2 separate regions of the Drosophila melanogaster genome follow, and region 2 is linked to region 1. The links are chromatin contacts, called in public Hi-C maps. All regions are on one chromosome and are shown on one strand. The core of a region is the stretch at or near the end of the contact, and the rest is flanking DNA. Distances in the headings are between cores, read along the strand shown.

Evidence for each region. A called contact is a pair of places that touch in the nucleus more often than the background predicts.
Region 2: a Hi-C map of the Kc167 cell line shows a contact between it and region 1, with 2.3 times the contacts expected there. The contact joins the promoter of CG7518 here to the promoter of CG6923 in region 1. A contact is called at or near these places in 14 of 107 Hi-C or Micro-C datasets (the D17-c3 cell line, the Kc167 cell line, the S2 cell line and 5 more) and 1 of 6 datasets of contacts at active chromatin or transcription factors (the Kc167 cell line).

Annotation. Positions count from the first base shown.
Region 1 is chr3R:11,748,770-11,751,469 of dm6, reverse strand. It overlaps CG6923, which reads left to right and starts at 1,441. Exons shown (of 5, transcript NM_001260127.1): 1 at 1,441-1,772; 2 at 2,511-2,680. The coding sequence starts at 2,581. It overlaps CG43062, which reads right to left and starts at 1,137. Exons shown (of 1, transcript NM_001260128.2): 1 at 554-1,137. The coding sequence starts at 1,095. The coding sequence ends at 571. Lk6 (Lk6 kinase) reads left to right here. Exons shown (of 6, transcript NM_143729.3): 6 at 1-539.
Region 2 is chr3R:12,996,752-12,999,451 of dm6, reverse strand. CG7518 reads right to left here and starts at 1,363. Exons shown (of 15, transcript NM_169489.4): 1 at 352-1,363; 2 at 1-11. The coding sequence starts at 867. CG7488 reads right to left here. Exons shown (of 2, transcript NM_141991.3): 2 at 2,527-2,700. The coding sequence ends at 2,583. It overlaps CG44194, which reads left to right and starts at 1,726. Exons shown (of 1, transcript NM_001300379.1): 1 at 1,726-2,576. The coding sequence starts at 1,930. The coding sequence ends at 2,127. It overlaps CG17327, which reads left to right and starts at 1,726. Exons shown (of 1, transcript NM_001275590.1): 1 at 1,726-2,576. The coding sequence starts at 2,111. The coding sequence ends at 2,530.

The DNA of each region.
Region 1 (2,700 bases), core at 192-2,691:
TTGAACATTTGCTAATAATAATAACAGCGTCCAAATAATTTATACTATTCATGCAATGAATTCCTACAGAAGCAATCAAAGTTGCACTGAAACTGAAGTATTGAAGTGGAAACTATCGCTTTCGTTTGTTTGTAAAACTGTGAGGAGTGTTTCGCAACGAAACAAAAAAAAAACAAATAATAACTATGAGTTGAATTTACAAGCAGCGCTGCTTAAAATCCGATAAAACTACACTCAAACAAACAGCACCTTGGTTTAGAAAATGTCCGTTAAGCCAATGGTTAAACTTAAGTCGTTACACTGGTCAGCGCAGCTTTCGAGAAATGAACACCAACGAGAATATGGGGAAATCCTGCAGATAATTGATTAGCTGACCGATTTAATCAAGGAATATTTGTATGAAGCGAATTGGTTTTAAAATTATGGCTAAACAGAATTGGAAACGAAAGCCAAGAGAAAAGAATACGAAGCCAGCAATAAAAGAAAGAGTAGATATTGTTTTATACATATAAAAACTCAATAAAAACACTAAATACATGATATGTTAAGGCTTGTGCTGTGCATATGGATTTATTTCAGGCAGCAGAGAAGTATAACCAGTCCCAGCAGGCAGATAACCCAGTTCAAGCACCGCGTATTGTCTCCAATGGATACCATGTGGTAGGTTGGTGCCTTCGTTTCCGGGAAGTGTAGAACCATCAACTCGGGATTCGTGCTGTTCCTTTGCGTGGAATTTTGCTTAGCCAAGCATTCTTTAAGCAGTCTCTCCAAGAAATGGATCCTTTTGTACACGCACTCGAAGCCCGTGTGGTAATCGTAGACTGATGTCCCATTTCGAATGAATTTGCCCCATTTATCCACTAGAAACCAATCGAGATTGTTTAGCCGGCTTCTCCCAATTGTAATGAAGAAAACTCGAGAATCGTTTTCCACATGGAAAAAGGCGTACTTGTGGTTTTCGTCCTGATTGTGGTAATGGGGAAGAGTATAATACGTTGAAAGTGTCTTTTTCTTTGACCTTCTTTCGTGTATGCCCCGGCACAAAAACACGAATGTCTTATTCTTGATTGGCCAGCATTGTGGGCTTATTCCCATGTTTACATGAAAAGAAAATGAAGGAAACTATGTTTGTGATAGCAAAACTAGAAAATGTAATACAGTTTAATTAAGATTAACATTAAAAACCAGATAATTATGATTCGCAACTTTCCAACTAAGAGTTTCTTTGTATGTATATATTAAGCTTCCCTAAACAGTGGTAAGTAGTGGTAGTATAGTTTCTAACGGTATATTTAGTGCCAAAATATTTGAATTATCAGTGTGGCCATACTGCGCAACTTTAGTCTACGAAAGAGCTAGCTAGCTTCTATGCGATAGTATCGCCATCATCGCCGAACTGCAAGTTTTTGCACCGTCGAAGAAAAAGTTGTCTAAATATTTCAGTTCGGTGTTGTTACTGCTATAAAATCCAGTAACACATACAAAATGATTAAATCGTGAGAACATATATATCGCAAATTTGCATGTGCATAATGTAAATTTGTTCCGGACAGCAGCTGCGAATGAGAATAGTCCCCCGCCCCCGCGAAAAGAATTGCATTTAAACTCCCTTGTGTTCCCCAATAGCAGCTGTTGGCCTGCCAACCCCCACCACCCACTCTCTTTGTTTTGCCCAATCGGAAATCCCCACCCGGTTATTCGCGTAATCCCGGCTTTAGGAATTAAGAAAATTACCAAAATCGCAATATTTCTGTGTTACACATATAATAGAGGTAAGAATTATTTTGGGGACATTTGTTATCATTGAACAGCTGTTCATAGTTTGCCCACAGCCGAACAGCTGATTTGGCGTTTTCCCCAAATTGAAGTCAATAGTATCGAAACATTCAATATACTTAAAGCTGAATGTTATTCGTAAATTTTAATTTAAGTTAATACAAAATAAACGCATCAGCTTAATATCAGCTTAGACATATCGATATGCTGACATATCGATACAACGCTCATCCCTATTGCGTTGGCTAAAATAAAGAACTGCTGAACTTAATTAGTAATAAGTTGTCATAAGTTATTTAGAGCTTCCGTGGAAACCCCCATCATCCCAGTGCATGGAATCCGATAAAAAGTTTTCACTTTTCACTGCGGCGCTTGTGTTTTCCCCACGTAGCTTTGGAATTTCCTGCTAACGGCGATGAAAAACTTGACGGAAAAGTGGTGCTGACAAAAGAGTGTGTATTTGACAAGCAAAGAAAAAATTTCCGTCTTCAAACTTTATTTTGAGCTTTAAATCGTTTTTACTCGCTCGAGAACTGTGCAAATAATAGCCCCGAATTTCCATTTGGAGTACCTAGAGTACATAGCTGGCAATAGCTTTGGAACCCAAATACTTAACCCACTGCTTGTTTTTGTTTCTGTTTCCGGACAAAAAAAGCAAACTGGTCTCTGTTAGACAGTTGTACCTCCTCATACCCGTAAATTAAACATTTTTTCGTACATATACACAATTTTAGCGCATTTTGGCCTGCATGCGCTGCAACGCACCTTTGCCGTTCTGGTAACGTTGCCCACTAGACGACTGAAATGGATAGCTTGGAGAACGACCAGGAGGAGCTGCACCACCAGCCGAGGGTCACCTTGGCGTACGGCAGTGTGGCCACCAGTTCGGGTGGACAGGAAAACCGTAAGCTGGCCATCATCTGG
Region 2 (2,700 bases), core at 114-2,613, 1.2 Mb before region 1:
TCAATGGCCATCTGAAAAGAAGGTGAACGATAGTGAGTATTTACTGAGAAAGCTTTATATTCTCAAATATAATGTATTTGGTATGATTGCACCTATCAATATTCTAAAGCATAATTTCAAATAAGTGTTCTTTAAACCAAAAAAAATCATGTTTAAGTATTTCGAAACATCTAAAGTCGATCTAATAAGATAATTTCTATCCCATTTGATTTGATAACTCATTAAATCCAATCTAAATGTAGGTATAATATAAAAAAATCCCACACACATCTTTAATAGTACATTTAAATAAAAAAAATACATGAAATGAAATCGATCTCCACAGCTTTCGGGCAGCTTCTGGGAACCCACCAAATACGATCGCGTCTCATCGTTGGGATCGCCGCCCTTGTGCTCGCACTCGTGCAGCAGCTTGTCGCTGAGCTCCAGTTCGATGGCGTTGTCTTCCCGCTGGCTCCACTGCATCAGCGATACGACCTCCTTGTAGACCGTCTCCGCTTTGGGGGCGGGGGCATAAGGATCAAAAGGAGGCAGGGCGAGGATCGTGTGCAGCGTGTTGATGATGTTGCCGTCGGGAAAGCTGAGCCGCTCCAGGAGCTGGCATGGCGGTGAGCTGCTCCGCGCCGGCTTCGCCTGTTGGACACCAGCAGGCGGTGGCGACGGATTCAGCTGGGAAGCGGTGGCGACGCAGGAGGAGGACGCTGTGGCATCCACATCGCCCTCCGCATCCGCATCTACATCTACGTCCATGGAGGACAGAGACATCACATGGCAGCAGGAAGGCGGCGCCTCCTCCATTGGCAGTTCGCCATTGACCAGCGGCTCATCTGCATCCGTTTCTTTGGTGTGCGCCACCTGATCGGCCATTTCTGGCGGGGCTTTCACGCGGTGGATGGGTCAATGAGCCCAGCCAACTCAGTCAGTCCCCGGCTCCGGATCACTTGTTAGTCTTTGGTGCTTCTGCTGGCCAAATCCGCGTATGCGCGACGCATTATTATATACGAAATCACAGATGTAGATGCACTTTCACTCGCTCACTGTATGCGCGCGCGTGTCTGTGTGTGTGCGCTGGTGTGTCGGTGTGCAAGTGTATAAGTGTGGGTATTGGATTGGTTTGGTTTTTGGAATCGAAATCGGTTTTGGAAAAGAACGCAGAGCAGCACAACGCAACGCGCTTTGCCCCTCGAATCGCGCCAAGTGCGCCTCTGCTTTCATCAGCGTTTCACTGCAGGGCCATCCGTTTGGATTTTCCGGGACCCGACTTTCCGTTGCCTCGCAGTTTCCGTTTCGTTTGCACCCACGATTGTTGTGATTTTCCGCTTTTTGTGATTTTTCGCCTGCTCGTTGCAATTCGCTCGTTTCTCGTTGATTGCATTCGCATCGGTGTGCCCGTGGCGGCCTTCGCTCAAATTACCGCAACGCCGCGCAAGAGTCACGAATAAATGGTCATACCCCGTGCACACTTGTTTGGCCGAAAAGTTTTCTACATCTATCCCAAAGAACAAACACAAACTTTTATTTATATGAGCTTTACTTTACTTCTGTGTGGTCCATTCTTAGAAAACTATACTAATGCGTTCTTAAAAATTTGATTTGGGAAATGTTAAAAAAGCATTTTAAGCCATACAAAAATTGTAAAACCATAGGAATGTATGTTTCATATACTTTTTTCAACATATATTGTAGGTAAAACAAATCATCATGTATTTATACAGAAAAAGGTCCCAAAGATCTAAAAATTTCCTATTCTGTCTATGGAATAAACACATTTATAATGCAAGAAAATATATTTTACAGTAAATTCTTTCAATTCGATAGTGGGCCAAATGTCGTACAGAATATATCCGTGTCCCTTCGATGTGTTGACAACCCTGACCGAATTTCGTAATTTCGAAACGAACGAATTCAGCCGGCGAAGTGGAGAAGAAAATGTCCGCATCGACGGACCAGGATCCCGTGGAACTAATGCTGAAGAAGACCGGCTGCATAGAGCTTCACTACAAGGTGCAGGAGTGTATCGCCGAGACGGGCGACTGGAGGGCTTGCCAGGAGAAGGTGAAAGAGTTCCGGGCGTGCATGCAGAAGTACGTGGAGCAGCAGAGCCAGAAGTATGCCCACGTCAAGTAGCATCCTGCAGAAGTTCCTCAGCAACGGTTTGGCCTTCGGCAAGTCCACCAAACTGGCGCTGGTGGTCCGAACCGACCTAAAGATGTCCAAGGGAAAGACAGCGGCCCAGTGCGCCCATGCGGCGGTCATGTGCTACCAGAGCTCTGTGCAGGGAACCAAGCTGCAGAACGCCATTCTGCAGCGTTGGTGTCGCCTGGGACAGCCGAAGATAGTGCTGCGCGTGGACAACTTCGAGCAGCTAAACTCCCTGGAGCGACAGGCCCAAGAGTCGAACGTGGTGGCCGCCTTGGTGAGGGATGCCGGGCGCACTCAGCTGGAATCTGGGACAGCAACGGTCCTCGGACTGGGTCCAGCCCCTGCCGAAGATCTAGACAAATTGGTGGCGCATTTGAAGCTTTTGTGAACTCTTAGGTTTATGCAACGTTACAAATAAAGTACAAGTAATCAACAAGTGCTCAAGCGGCGGTCTTCTTGCCCTTGGAAACTGTAGATATAGTAAGGGACACTGCTTGGCCGAACATCTCCACCAGGTCTGATGTAACTCGCTCCGTGATCTGCCGCAGCTTGCCATTA